Regions from separate parts of the Gasterosteus aculeatus genome. Here region 2 is linked to region 1. The links are chromatin contacts, called in public Hi-C maps. All regions are on one chromosome and are shown on one strand. Each heading gives the region's core, a stretch centred on a gene start, on an enhancer-like site or on the middle of the called end of the contact. The rest is flanking DNA. Distances are from core to core; before and after follow the strand shown.

Region 1 (7,591 bases), core at 3,635-6,134:
ATTTCAATACGCCGTTTAAAACCCAAAAGGAATGTTTAAAAATGTATAAAATAAAACTGCTGACACATTAAAACACTGCGGTGCGCTCTAGGATTCTGCTCTCGGAAGCATTTTTTGCTTGTTCCTCCAACATCTTTCCAGTAATTTGCACACTATAGAAACATGAATAAGTATAAAAGCAAGGAAAGTAACAAGAACAGGGTACACTGACTCTCCGTTGGGGGGGTTTGAGTACCAAATAACTGAAAGGAAAGACAATGAAGGTGTAAAAAAAGTCTCTACCGCTGCGGATGGGAGCGTCCAGCTGGGACTGGACGTGTGAACGAGGGCGAGTCGGTGCTGCTGGCTGAAGTGAACACAGTGCTGCTGCTGTCTGCAGAACAGGAGGCTGATTGCTGACTACTAAACTCTTTGTGACTACTTGTGAGAAATGGGACCAGGGCGGGTCCATTTCAGAGCATTAAAACTCAGGTTTTATGAATACTGACAACTTAAAATAAAACAACCGGTAGAAGTTTGTACCAGGAAATGTGACAGTACAAGGTGCACACACACACACACACACACAGAAATCACTTCTGATCATACAGCAGCGAGAAGCACACAAGGCATAAGAGGTACCGCCTCATCAAATGGACTCAGAGGGGAGAACGGGACATTTAGGTCACTTCGGATGAGATCAGCTGACTGTAGAGCAGCTGGAGGAGGCAGACAGAGCCGCCGCGAGCCGTCCTGCTTCTAGCGTCCGGACCGAAGTCGTAGGCAGCACGTCACTCCAACCCCCCCCCCAAAGAGGAACTGGTTGTGGCTCTCCTGCTTTTCAGTTCGAGCTGTCCGTCTGTTGACCCCCCCCCCCGCGGCTCTCGTGGGTGTTTTCCTCTGTCACAAGTCGGTGACTTTATTCTCCACGGCGGCCGCGATCTGCTGCAGCCGGTAGCCCAGCTGCATCTTCTGGGCCGTGGGGTCCTCCTCCAGCGCCGTGATGATCTGAGCAGAGAGCAACACAAACGCAGGATACATTAGCTGTGCGCATAAAATGACACACATGAACCACACGATCAATATTACAGAAAAATCATAGACGTTTTATTTTCCTTTTCCAAGCTGTGGATTGAAAGAGGGATCCTAACTAAATGAAAGCCAATATAGTGACTGTACTACACTGTCCATCCCCTGAAAGGCTCCCGCGTGTCCTCCTGACACGTTCCTTCTGGACCCTGGTCCTGACACCTGCCGTGGCCATGCTGACGCCTGCTGCTGCCATCATCATCATCATCATCATCATTATTTTAGATATCATATTACTGTACTCATAAACCGACATTACCCTCTCCTAAAATCTCTGTGCTCTCCCTCCCCACAGGCTTCTGTGGATGGTGGTTCTATCTGATGGTGGTCCTGCTGTGCGCCTGGCTTACTACTCACAGTTACTTGAATCATTTCTGTCATATAATTGCATGTATTATACATTGTTCATTCTGTACACATGGCATCCATTGTAGTCTGTCCATCCCGGGAGTGGGATCCCTCCTCTGACGTTCTCCCTGAGGTTTCTTCCCTTTTTTCCCTCTTGGAAGGGTTTTTTCATTTTTTTTGGGAGTTTTTCCTGTGCCGATGGTGGGTTTCGGGGCAGAGGATGTCGTATGTGTACAGACTGTAAAGCCCTCTGAGGCAAATTTGTAATTTGCGATTATGGGCTATACAAAATAAAATGACTTGACTTGACTCCTGACCAACTGATCATTTCAGTGGCAGTTTGAGCTTCAACTACCACTTTATTTAGGTTTTATGTCAACACATCTACTTCGGTATTAGTTCAGCTGTTTATATTATTCATCTTTTTGAGATTCTAAATTCACTTTCATAATTGTTTGATGAAGATGACATTGTGTAACCACTCTTTAGTGGAGTCAAGATGCTAAATACATAATTCCTTAATTGCTTATTATTGCAATAATAATAATAATTAATAATAATTCAGCAGAAATGACTGAGCCAGTGAAGACGCACAATATAAAAAGCATTTTTCTACAATGATGCCCGCCCGGTTCGGTGTAAACACAAACGAGTGCTGTAGGCCCGCCATGCACACCATCGCGATAGACACACCTGGTCGTAGTACTTGTTGATGTACTTGTAGAGCTCGTGCAGGGCCACCAGGTAGTTGAGTTCTCCGGAGTAGTTCTGAAACACAGAGCATGCTGGTTGGACTCGGGCCTGCGGGCCGCTGCGCTGCGAGCGGAGGCTGCATCCACTCACCCTGGACAGCTCCGCCAGAGCAGAGTTCATCTCCTGGTCGCTGGCTGAGATGGTCTGCCTGATGTCGGCGTAGTACCTGCAACCAGGGCCGGAAACCATCAAATCCACATGCACGGCTCAATAGGATCAACGCCACAGCAAAACATGTGCTGACTGATACGTACAAGTAGCACAACACTTATTTCCAAGTTCTCTCCCCGGTACGTTTTTACAGTATCGTCCCTCTTGTAACATTGTAATGGATTATTGTTCACGTTGTTTAATAAAATAAGGAGGTATATAGACCTGTTCCGTCGTAAAAGTACCTTAAATGAGATCTACTGCTTTCATGGAGGTGGGAGCCCCCCCCCAATATGATATGTTGGGAAAACACTAAATGCTCCTGTCGCTAAGAAGGTGCCTGTTATAATGGAACTTGTTTTTCTAGAACAAAATAGAGAAAATAGTAATACCCAGGCAGTATGAAATAGCTGTGGGTTTTATAGATTCTAGTTGAGATTTTATGCACTACTTTTCAACAATTTATTACATTTTGTAATTAATCGCAAATCAACATATTTTGCTTTACTTAAAGTAAATGCATTACGATTGAAATGTATTACCACTATAGGATATTATAGTATAATGAAGTATTATGATACCTGAGCTCGTCATCCAAATATGCTTTATAGTGTGTTATACGTGTGTTTAATGTTTTAAACATGGCGGTACGGAGTATTATTGATTAATGCATTATAAATGCATAAGTGCTACCGATCTATATGTAACCAAACTGCTTCAAAAGAAATGCAACTTAATGGAACGTATACTAGAGCATCGATGATGCTTTGTGTCCGATGTGCAGGGTCCATTCTTAAAGGAGCGGTTTTAGCTTGAACTCCACCCGGACCACCCGGACCCACCTCTCCACCATCTGCTTGTAGCGGGGGATGTCTCGGGCGTACAGCAGCTTGTTGATGGGAGAGTCCTGGTCAGAGAGACAAGAGGCCCGAGTCAACAAACAGCCTCAACGTCTCGTACTCGTCCTCCATCATGTGTGTATGTGGAGTCGCGCCTCACCCGGCCCAGCTTGTGCTCAGCGATGGTGCAGGAGTCCATGAAGGTCTGGGAGATGACAGTCAGCACGGCGTCCACGTGGTCCGACGCCTGCACGTCGAAGATGAACTGAGGGTTCTTCACTATGTTGATCCAGAAGCGCAGTGGGAGGCTGGAGGGGGGGGGGGCAGAGGATACGTTAGAGACATCAAACATCACTCATTTCAAACATGAACTGATCAGCAGGTAAAAGCCCGTCCAACATCCCTCTGAAGCCCTCCCGTTGCTGGAATACGTCCCCCTCATCTCTCCGCGTGTCCATGCCGTACCTGTTGGTTTTCCAGATGTGTATAGTCTCCGGGTCGGAGATGCCGTGTTTGGCTGCCTGGTCGTCCAGCAGGTCGAAGAAGTATTTGACGGCCAGCGGGACGGGACGACTGGTGCTGAGGATCACCGTGAACAGATCGTCTACAAACTTCTGCAGCGTCCCCTGAAGAAGCAAGAGGAGGACAGCGGAAAGGATTCAGCGCTCAGCGATGTGCACATTGCAGGGCGGAGGAGTGGCGCCATGTGTTACTGTGGGCGGCATCCCTTTATATACAAGACAACAGGCGTGTTTAAACAACGCACACATGTTAGCTGTGTGAGAACATAGAGCGAGAGAGGGAAGGGCCAAACAAACAGGACTGTGTGTGTGTGTGTGTGACTGTGTGTGTGTGCGCGTACCTTCATGGACAGCAGGCGGGTCAGGTAGATCTCAGGAATGGCCTTGGCCCTCTCTCTCTCCCTCAGGCTGCCTCGCCGGTGTTTGGGCAGCTCGGGCTCCTCGCCGGCCTTCACCAGATGCCACAGCCTCACCCCCCCCTCATCTGCGTCCTCCAGCATCGGGGTCTCTGCACAGAACGCCGTACCAAACAGATCACTGACTAGTGGGGCTCTGACCTCCCCGTCGATATACAACGGCAGCCCACTTGTTGGGTTTCGATGTTTATTGATTTAAAGTGAGAACAACACAAGAACCTTTTATCGCCCGTGGAAGAGGATCCAGCTGTAACGCCAGAGTCTACACGAGTGAGGCGTGTTCAATACGCAAACTAAGAGAGGTGGGCGTGGCCCCTAATGCTTTCTTACTCCTGTGCGGCCCCTTATTTAGGCAGAGGTGTGTCTGTATACATCATAACTAAAGGCTGGTCGAGGACAGAGCAGGAAGCCTCAAACAGCTGTTCTTACTCGTCCCTGTAATTATTAATAGGATAATATGTATCGCAAATGTATGTAGACATCCGAATTATTGAAAGAAAGTGAATCATTCTGCGACATCCGGTGGGCCCGTACAGGCTGGATGGAACGACCCAACGCCGCGTCGGGACGGTCGTCTACTAACCGCCACCCCCTACAGGCTGGACGCGCAGAGGCCTCCCGTTTCACCACAACGCTGTTCCCGTGCAAACTCACTCTCTCCGGCGACGTAGTCGTGGTTGTCGTGGTGAATGTGTTTGGTGTGGCGAGGCACCAGCGCCACTGTCGCACCGTCTGGGACCTGGTGATCAACACAAAGCGTACGGTTGTGTTACCTCATGGACCACGAAGCCGCCTTACACGTTTAAAAGAGCCATGGTGCAGTGAAGGGTGACCTCTGACCTTGTAGTGCTGCAGCGTGTTCAGGCGTTTCCAATTGCCCTGAACCACCGAGGTCAAGTCCTCGTCGGACAAGATGAGGTGACCAGCAACACCCGAGCGCCACTCTGAAGGACACACAGCAGCCAGAAGGTCAGAGTGTGTGAATCCTTCACGGTGTTTGGATGTGATGGTTACCTGATTAACTAAATGTGGAACATTTACGATGGAACTTGTGCGAACACACATACAGATTCTTCTCCAGTAGCTATTCCTGCTGGGGTTTGGGTCAGTTTGGGTTCTGTTATTAACCGACTGTCCTTGCATTAACTTGGCCGGGGCAGTAGGGGGCACCACAGCTCAACGAGAAAAGCCCTTGAAAGCAAGTGAACGATTCAAAATGTATCTCACCAGTGAAAAACATTCAGAAATGGAAATGAACGGCCAGTCTAGGATTTAGTAGCATGTAATAGCAGGAATGAAATAAAGTAATCATTTTTATTTCTTTGTTGATCACCTGAACCTGGACAGGTTTGGACGTTACCCGAAGACCACACTGTCTACGCGCTACTAAAGGGAGGCGTTGGTGGACGCCAGTATTCAGCTGGCTGCAATCTACAACGTCACCACCAGATGCCACTAGATCCCACACGCCGCTGTGTGACGCGGTGCGCGCGGCCTCTCACCCAGGTCCAGCGAGTCGCCGTGGGGCCGGTGGGAGAAGGAGGTGCCCTTGTACACCTGATCCAGCAGCTTCTCTTTCACCTGTGTGATTGTGTCACAGTCCAGCACTTTGGCGGGCAGCGGCTGGCTCTCGTTCACTCCGCCGCCCTGCACCAAAACATTCAGTGTCTGCGGGAGAAGAGCGGAAAAGACGGGGTGAGAGGATGAACGGGGGACAAAGTTCCCGGAAAGGTGGTGCTGGATGTGTGGGACTCTTAAACCAGATCGGAGTGCTCCTCACCAGGGTCTTGTACTCCACGTCCTCTCGCAGCAGGCGGTTGTCGTTAAGCGTGTACTTGGCCTTGCCGGTCACAGCGTCCACCGGCCCTTTATCTACCTGGTGCTTTATGGCCCTGAACAGCATGTAGAGAGACTCCCCCGCTGAGTCCTACGCACAAACACAGCAATCATCAGCAATGGCCTCTCTGCAGGAGATCATGTCCTGAAATGACAAGGACGTTCTTTTTTCTTATGAATAACACCATTAACTCTGCATTTAAATATTCCCTGGCACTAAACAGATGTCAGTACTTTGGACTGCACATTAATCCGCTGCACCGGAAAATGAATGATGAGGATACATCACATCACTTTTTAAATATTGCGAACACAGTAATCCTGCAAACATGAACGTATACAAGCGATTCCCCTGGATCACCTTATATAATTCCCATTACCAATAACAAAGCCCTTTGAACTGATGGACTAAACCTGCAGGAGACGAGGGCCAAACAGACCAGACCAACAGAGCCGGTGAGGCTGCTACTGAAGCAGGTGTTCATCCCTTGTTTGCTAATAAAATACACCTGGTCAACGCTGGAACTAAGAGGTCATTGCGCCTCACCCTGAGGAAAGCGTAGAGGCAGATGGACATCCAGTTGGTCAGCAGCTTCTCCACCACCGTCTCCGTCCTACAGGGGACGAACACACGGTTTGAATCCCTGCCGGCCACCTGAACACCGTTTACCCACGACCTCGTCTTCCTACCGTCGCAGCATCAGCTTGGGGTTCTTGGCCACGTACTGCTCCACCAGGTCGTTGAGGAGGGTTTTGAGGATGTCTGTGAAGTACTCCAGTTTACCGTGCAGCGACACCGTCAGCAGGGAGGCCACGTAGGCCCGGTCCCTGGGCGAGAAGGTCCGCTGGCTCTCCAGAGTGTGAATGAACTGAAGAGCGAAGAGGAGAGCGGCGCGTTATCCCCGCGTCCTGCGGCCTCACCACGCCGGCCGGGGGGGGGGGGGGGGGGGGACACATACCTTGGTGAGGAAGAGCTTGCTGTTGAGCAGGTTGGACAGCTGCACCAGGCCCTGCTCCACCGTCTGCCGCCGACACTCCTGGACGTCCAGGTCTCGCCTCAGCGGAGACTCCCGGTGGCCGGGGAAGAAGATCCGCTCGGCGTACCTCCGGTAGTCGAGGAAAGGGATGCCGGAGCCCACCAGGTCGCTGGACATGTCCATCATCTCAGTCATCAAATCTGAGGGGGACGGGTGAACGATCAAGAGGTGTTGCTACGCGCCCTTTTGTCTTCAACCTCGGACACGTGTCGGATCCAAAGTGTGTGCTGGGAGGTCTGAGATGGTCAATATTGACCCTGACTGGCTAAGCTTAACTCCTGGACCATAAGCCGCGTGTGATGAGGGGAGCGTTTCATCCAGCAGCCGTGATGTAATGGGATAAATGCAGCGAGTGTGAAAACAAAATCTGTTGGCCTTTAAGAACTGAACAAACGTTGTCTGCGCCCCCCCCGCCCCAAACCTCGGAGCAGGTCCTTCTACCTGTGAACTCTTTCTTGCAGCGGTCTCTCACGCTGGTTTCCAGGTTCTCCAGCTGGATCTGCACCTTCTTGTAGTCTCGCAGAGCCTGCTTACTCTTTCTCCTGATGGGGGGGAGGGAAGGGGGGGGGCAGGGAGAGTGAACACAGGACAATACCACTTTCACACCGGATTAGTGGGAATCC
Region 2 (7,591 bases), core at 2,328-4,827, 55 kb after region 1:
TTTATCTGCTCGGGGGTCTGCACCACCAGCATATTGTCCCTAATCTTGGTGCATCTGGTAGCTCACAAAGTCCCATTAAACTGCCAGACCACTCTGATAAGGTTACCGACTTAATGCTCAGTGACATAATTAAATTGAGTATTTAATCCGACCACGGGAGAGGAGGAGCCCTCGACCCCCCCCAGCCGGGCAAGCGCAGCGCTCGCGTTCTCAGTCCAAATAGCTGGTACTCTGATCCGCTTTGAGGTGATGGTGCTCCCCGACGGGAGAGAGCCAACAGCGGGGAGCAGAGAACGTTCACGTTGACGTCCCCCTGGTTGCTTCTGCTCCAAAATGAACCTTTCAGGAAATAAGAGTGAATTAACACCCTGAGATACACGGGAAGAGGCTGTGGTCTGCTAGTTTTTACAAAACTGTGCTTTGACTGTATTTACAACGCGAAAATGAGACAGTGGATATTATGTCTGGGGCTTTTATTGTGAAACGTTAGAATGGAGGGAGTGCATCTAATGCCCCTGGGCTTTGTCTATGTGGAGTATTGTTTGCCTCTTGGTTAAGACTGTGAGCCTCTTGTTGTTTTAAACAAAGCGTAACTACACCCGTTCTGCACAACGTGATTAGTCAATGTTTTCCTTCTTAGTGCAAAAGCTCCCAAAAAAACTAAATCGCGCTCGAGGAAAAGAGAATTCACTTCGTAATCTCTGCATTCTCTGTGCAGGCGATCCGCTAAAATAAATAACGACGTGTGGATCACCTGACGGTTAAAGGCCCTTGCGAACGTTGGGATCCGCGACCCACTGGACGAATGCACCAAACGCCACCGCTGAGCCGAGGGGGACAAAGGGGGGGGGTTGGGAGACGAGCCGCACCTGGGCACACCTGGGCACACCTGGGCGCCGCGTACCCTTCAGGTTCAGACGCTGTTTGATGAACAGTGAGAAAGAAACCGATGCTGTGACTCTTCAAGAGGATCAACGGGTCTTAACTATCAGAGATATGTTTATTATGGAGGAAGGGGGCTAAGCTGCCCCTCTGCTTCATCAGCATTCCCTCCACCCACAGCTGGGCCGCCCCAGAACTCAGGAGGGGGGCTTTCTGAAACCCCCAAGCCCTCATTCCCCCCCCCCATTGCATTTTGGTCACTGGCTCGTCCTAATGAAACTTTAATAACAATGAAAAGATGCAACGGTTATCTCGCCATCTGAACCACGTCGGTCCAGCTTCACACACACGTTTCCAACTGGGTCGGATCACGAGCGACACCTTCTCTCCGTCACGCCCGCGACGACGTTCACACGTACTCAACCAGAGACCATCACATGTCACCGGAGGCTTCGACGCGTCCTCGACGTCTCGCCGCCGCTCCATCACCACAATAACAGCACAAATGACGCGGACAGCCCGTCGTCCTCGCTCTCGCCTCATGTTTCCATCACTGCATTTGAATGGAGGGTGTTTGCTTGGTTTTGGGGGAGGGAGGGAGGGAGGGGGAGGGGGAGGTGAAAGGTTTGACACGGCGTGCTTCCTGCAGTCCCTCCAGCTGCCCGCCAGAGAAAACACAAGCATTTCACACCCAACCCCCCCTTCACCTTTTGACCTTTAGCACATTGACTGTGGCAGTAACCAGTGAGGGGGGGGGGGGGGGTATTTATTGGAGAAGGACTTTAGCGCCAAACACGTCGGCGAGGCTCAACGCTGATGGCGCTTGGTGAACTGATATGAATCGCTTTGAGCTCAACGGTGAAAAATGACAACGGCCGTTGTTGACTTTTAAAGTCTTCTGCTTGAAGGGAAGAATATGTGAGACGGCCCAAGACGCGACCGGCGCGAAGCCTGGGCGCCGTAACGCCACCAATCTGAAATAAACGAGCATCCTTTTCATCATCTGCGGGAGGCCGTCTCACTCCCCAGCTTACGCCACAGCAGCAGATGGCTGCGTTGAGACGGCACCAAACTGCGAGAGGAGACCGTCCCCCCGTGAGACACAAACACAAAAAACACGTCGCTCTCACTGGCCGTCCCGTGACGGGGCGCCAACTACGACACGTGTAACCAAGAGACATGCAGAGAAAGCGCCTGTTGTGACGTCATTAAGTCCCCCGTTATCACTCAAGTCCTGCTGCAAGGACGCCGCTCCATCGGGACGACTTCTGTGGACAAAAGTCAGATAACGTTGGCTGAGCTGTTAACCAAACACTGCTCCCTCCCCGACAGAGCCCATCATGTCTCCGTCATGGACACCATGTCTCCACGAAGAACATCATGTCTCCGTCATGGACACCATGTCTCCACGAAGAACATCATGTCTCCGTCATGGACACCATGTCTCCACGAAGAACATCATGTCTCCGTCATGGACACCATGTCTCCACGAAGAACATCATGTCTCCATGATGGACACCATGTCTCCACGAAGAACACCATGTCTCCATGATGGACACCATGTCTCCACGATGGACACCATGTCTCCACGAAGAACATCATGTCTCCACGATGGACACCATGTCTCCACGAAGAACATCATGTCTCTGTGATGGACACCATGTCTCCACGAAGAACATCATGTCTCTGTGATGGACATCATGTCTCTGTAATGGACACCATGTCTCCACGAAGAACATCATGTCTCTGTGATGGACATAAGATCTCCATGAAAAACATCAGGTCTCCATGAAAAACATCAGGTCTCCACGAAGAACATCAGGTCTCCGTGATGGACCTCATGTCTCCACGAAGACCACCACGTCTCTGTAATGGACACCACGTCTCTGTGGTGGACTCCACGTCTCTGTGGTGGACTCCACGTCTCTGTGGTGGACTCCACGTCTCTGTGGTGGACTCCACGTCTCTGTGGTGGACTCCACGTCTCTGTGGTGGACTCCACGTCTCTGTGGTGGACACCATGCTGGGCCCGCTTGGTTTTAAATAGGCCGTTAAATGACGGCCCCCCACTGCGCATCAGGCCCGCTGTTGGCCGCTGGCCGCCGGTGAACAAGTGCAGTGAGTAAATTCAGCGAACTGTAACGCTGAAGAACGTGAACTAACGAACTAAACATGACAGGAGAATAAGTTCGCGCGTGCACGCGGTTACCGGGCGACGCGGCGGCTTCATTGATACTTTGTGCTCGCGCGAAACACGCTTCGCTCTTCAGAGGGAAACGAGTGTTTGTGATTCCCACAGGGCGAAAAAAAAGAAACACCCGGTAAGTTCCGCCTGCCGGTCCCCTCTCCACTCACCTGGTCCCGCTCGGTCCTCCGCGTCGTCTCAGCCGAGCGGACCGCGTTCATTCAGTCTCCCAAATCCACCGCGGCTCCGTCCACGCAGGACATCAAACTTTCTCCGGTTCACACAGCGCGCGCCTCGGGGAGACGGAAGCAAACAGCACGTCCAGCAGAGGAGAGAGCACCGCTGTGTTGCGTGTCTGTCCTGCGCCTGGTGTCCCTCGGCACGTTCCTCCCCCACACGGAGCCCTGAGTGGAGGGTGAGGGAACGTTTGGTTCAGCTCTCCGGGAGGTTTGGCGAAAGAGAAGGTTTAACGTGCTGCCTTCAAGTGCTCCTCGGATTTTCCGACTCCAAGCTAGAGAGTTAACAACTGTTCAATGAGAAGAAACAGTCTAACTTCAGGTAGTGCGCCTTGAATCAAAAACGATATTTTCTTTAATACAACAACGAGGACTTTACTTGCTGACAAAAAAACAGGCACCGAGTGAAGCAAGTTAGAAAACGTTGCACAGGTTTGGAGGGGAAATCGCGTTCTTGCAATGTACCGACTTTCAGAAAGAAACGAGACGTTATTTCGCAGCTCATCGGCGTCTTCGCCCTCGCATCACTTAAATACAACATATGTGTTATTTTCTGGTCGGGTAACCAGTAGCATTTACTGACATCACGTCATATTTAGACGTCTACCGTGGTGTGGTCAGCGTGTGCTTCCAATATTTCCCGCAGCACGCGAAGGCAGCGTTCGCTGCTGGGCTGAAAGCTGCGCGCTACAGACTCCTGCTGGCCGAGCGGGGACGCGCGTCCCCCCCTGCTGGTTGACCCCACGCGGTAAACCACGCTCCTACCTGCTGACAAGCCGTCTCCATTCCTCTGCAGTAATAACGCGCAGTGATCGGAACTGAAGCTGCACATATTCCCTTGTGCTCCGCGACGTTATCCGGGGCCCAGTCCTCCTCCAGCACTCCTCCATTTACAGAGGACATGTCCCCGGTCGGAGACTTCTGATGCATATCAATGGAGGCCACACAGAGATAATAAAACCACACACTTGAAAACTGTGAAAAGAAGCCTTTCATCTCCAATGTCCTGATTCTCCCGTATTGAGGAATGGGGCGAGATAAGCAACACACACACACACACACACACACACACACACACACACACACACATGCAGTTCAAAGGCAAGACAGCAACACTGGAGTCTTATCTGCTGCTTTTACAATACAGTAGCATCAATGTTATGATATTTTTTATAAATTCTTGTCAGTAAACATTGTTATCAGATATTATAAAACAATTTCTCTAATGTTTCAGCAGAAATATATCATAGATAAACTGAAAAACATACCGTCATATATCTTAATAAAGAAAATATTAAGTAATATTTAAGTAAATTAAGCTTCATGTCATAAAACGAGTTACAATGTATTCTGGATTGTACAAAACTCTGGATTCTTTTGGATTTCTGAGAAAGAGAAAGGGGGAGGGAGACACACGGATGCTCAGCAACAACAGTAACACGCAAATAAACATTAGACTAATGACAAACATTAGTATTAGTGTTGGTGAATTTGATGAAATGATGGTCAAGATAATAGCATAACTGATAGCAGTATGACCATGACTGCTACTGCTAATAAAAAGAGTACAGCAGCACTGAGTTCAAAAACATATGAATAGCAGTAATGATAATACAAAATAAAATAATAATGACAGTAGCCGCAGGTGCTACGAGAGGAAAGTGTCACGTGCGTGTAAGAGGGTGGACACAGAATGTCAGAAAACCAAAGTAACAAGAAGCGGTAGACGCTGTGTTCGACTGGCCGATTAGCTCCAGAGAAGGAATTACGCCAGCACACAAACAACACAAACACATGCTATTAATACAACATGTTGGGGACTATTCAGAGCATAACAAAAGCACCACTGAAATATGCATCTAAATACAAAACACTGTATGTAATTTATTTGGAATTTGATGATACCATCACAGCCAGGATCCCGTAGGGACCCCTCAGTCTGTGCGACCGGCAGTTCGGTTGCGTACGTTTCCCAGCACAGGTCTGTATTCACAGCACGCTGACAAAGAAGTGAGTTTGAAATGTGGAAAAGCTGAGTGTGAATGGGCCTGCCTGTCCCCGTGAAAAACACTGGGCCATTCATCCCCCCCCCCCAAGTTCATCCACTCTAAGAAGTAACTTGTCTGTAAAGAGGAGGGAGGAGCTGGGCCGGGGGCGAGGGGGCGAGGGGGCGGATGGGAGGCTGGGGGGAGGTGTGGGTCGGAGTGAAGCGGACGTTCATTCTCACGTACCCAAACGGGGACAGACTCTCCAGTCTCATGGTCTTCGACACATAACTGATGGGAATAAACACTCACCCTTCAAAACATATTTAACTTTTTCTTCCATGCATGAAGATTAATGCATTTAGGAAAAGTTCTGTAGAAGGTGCAATAATATTAACAAGACTTTATTTTAGAAACGGTGGATATGCAGCCAATTTCAGTAGTAGTAGTAGTGCACGCTAAGACGGGCCTTTCTGTACCCTACTATCCCCAGCGTACTCAGATGAGGCCTAGGGAGCGATATCACGACGGCGCCTGTAGTGCCCACTGATGTGATGACCCCTAGTGACCCTATTAGGACCCCACTGAGACAGGCCCAATGCACGCTATTGAGACAGGCCTTACTGCACAATATTGTGTGCACGTTATCAGGGTTGTCTGAGATGAGATGCTCCTCCCTGGAAAGTGGATTCTTTAAGTATTAAACAATAAGCATGAAGTTAAAACATTTTCTTACACTGTGAGATTCGGTTATTTACTGTGTTTGTGAGCAGTAAGCTACTGCAAAACCATCTCACGGTAATTTATTGTGTATTAATTTGACAGTTAATTACTGTGATTCTTTTCACAGTAGTATACTGTGATTCATTTTGCAGTTAGTTACTTTTCACCAGCTGCCAGTTAATAACTGTGAATTTAACTGTACGTTTGTTACAGCATATCTTAGCATTTTTGGGCCTCTGCTCAGGAAATTGAATAGCCAAGATAAAAAGTACTCAGGAACTACTTTGTCTATCTGGACAATTTATTTTCTGTAGGATAACGAGGAACCTCTGTGATTGCTCTGATGTGTAAAATAAGTTTATACGTTACTCGTGACATTATTGACCACGTGTTTGTGTTGTCAAAGAAAGTTGGGATAAAGTCGGACACAAATGTAACTCTTATCCCGTATAAAGGCAAATTCTTTCATAATAGATCGTTGGTAATGTGATTCTGATCCCCAAAACGTGACATGCAAGATATCAAGATTCAGCAAATCTGGTGGTGCACACCAAAGCCGGGAGACACGCGATAATCCCCGCAGTAACAATCTCTAAACCCGGGCAGTTAACGTGAGCTGGTTGTTGTGTACTTGTGTCCTCATGACGAAATGAGACACAGGGGTTAAATGTGATAGAAGCTCTTTAGAATAAGCTGCACTGGAAGCGAAGTAACAGAGGGAGATGTGCAGTGACATAATAAGCTGTTGGGAAAAGTATTTAAAATAGATGCTGTGTATTTATGAAAAAAGCAAAATGATAACATAGCTATACATATGATACCTGTTTAGGCCCAGCACTGCTTAAAAGGACACCTTCAGTTTTTTCCCCATGTGTGTTCAGTGAGATATTTCCAGATATCAGTGTTCATAAGGCCTCTATCCTTTTATCAGACACTATCCGCGATGTCCAGCAGATGGCAAACCTGGACCTCAGTAACCATCACTGAGTACCACCCGAGGTCATTTTTAAGAACCTGTAGCACCACATCGAAATCAAATGTATTTCAACAAGTTTTTGCATTGAAGCTGGACTTGAAATGTATTGCGCATCATACTTAAATGATTCATATAAAAAGTGATGCTACTTTTGCCATTCATGTGCATTGGCTTTCAGATTCAGGGAACGATAGCGCTTTTATATGTCTGCTCTCCCATTGTTACAAGCCACAACTGTATATTATGAATGAAAAACCATTGCAGATATCAATTATGTGTATTGATATCCGCAGTATATTGTGAATATGAAATATACATAAATATTTAATATATATGAAATTGTGCATAGGACAACGGTCAGCATAGATAGATGTGAACGGTTCTTTTAGACCAGGAATAATCAAATGGCAGAAGCGATAGGCTGTAAATCCAGTCGAGCTATTTAAAGTTGAAACCGCAGCAACACAACAAACTTCCGATGGTGACGTCATAGGTGCGCGCTTCCGCGAAGCTGTGATCAAGATGGCGGCCTCCGCCGCACCAGGTAAGCGGACTTCACCAACTATTCCGACAGTCCATTTTCATTCATTTTTCTGAAGAGTTA

Evidence for each region. Hi-C and Micro-C count contacts between places; a contact is called where the count stands out from the background.
Region 2: a Hi-C map of skeletal muscle shows a contact between it and region 1, with 7 times the contacts expected there. The contact joins the promoter of plxnb1b here to the enhancer-like site in region 1. A contact is called at or near these places in 2 of 6 Hi-C or Micro-C datasets (skeletal muscle and tail fin).

The regions. Positions count from the first base shown.
Region 1 is chr17:19,353,852-19,361,442 of fGasAcu3.hap1.1, forward strand. It overlaps plxnb1b (plexin b1b), which reads right to left. Exons shown (of 38, transcript XM_078092251.1): 24 at 7,410-7,510; 25 at 6,891-7,108; 26 at 6,622-6,800; 27 at 6,479-6,545; 28 at 5,876-6,022; 29 at 5,598-5,763; 30 at 4,936-5,039; 31 at 4,750-4,834; 32 at 4,021-4,187; 33 at 3,624-3,784; 34 at 3,319-3,466; 35 at 3,162-3,226; 36 at 2,260-2,335; 37 at 2,110-2,184; 1 more. The coding sequence ends at 883. Among protein-coding and RNA genes, the nearest start is that of LOC120834925, 4.7 kb to the left of the region's middle. Within about 2 kb of position 4,885, at least 2 of the 9 cell types and tissues checked have open chromatin away from gene starts, as enhancers often do.
Region 2 is chr17:19,410,498-19,418,088 of fGasAcu3.hap1.1, forward strand. It overlaps plxnb1b (plexin b1b), which reads right to left and starts at 3,578. Exons shown (of 38, transcript XM_078092251.1): 1 at 3,238-3,578. ube2v1 (ubiquitin-conjugating enzyme E2 variant 1) reads left to right here and starts at 7,382. Exons shown (of 4, transcript XM_040204446.2): 1 at 7,382-7,531. The coding sequence starts at 7,510.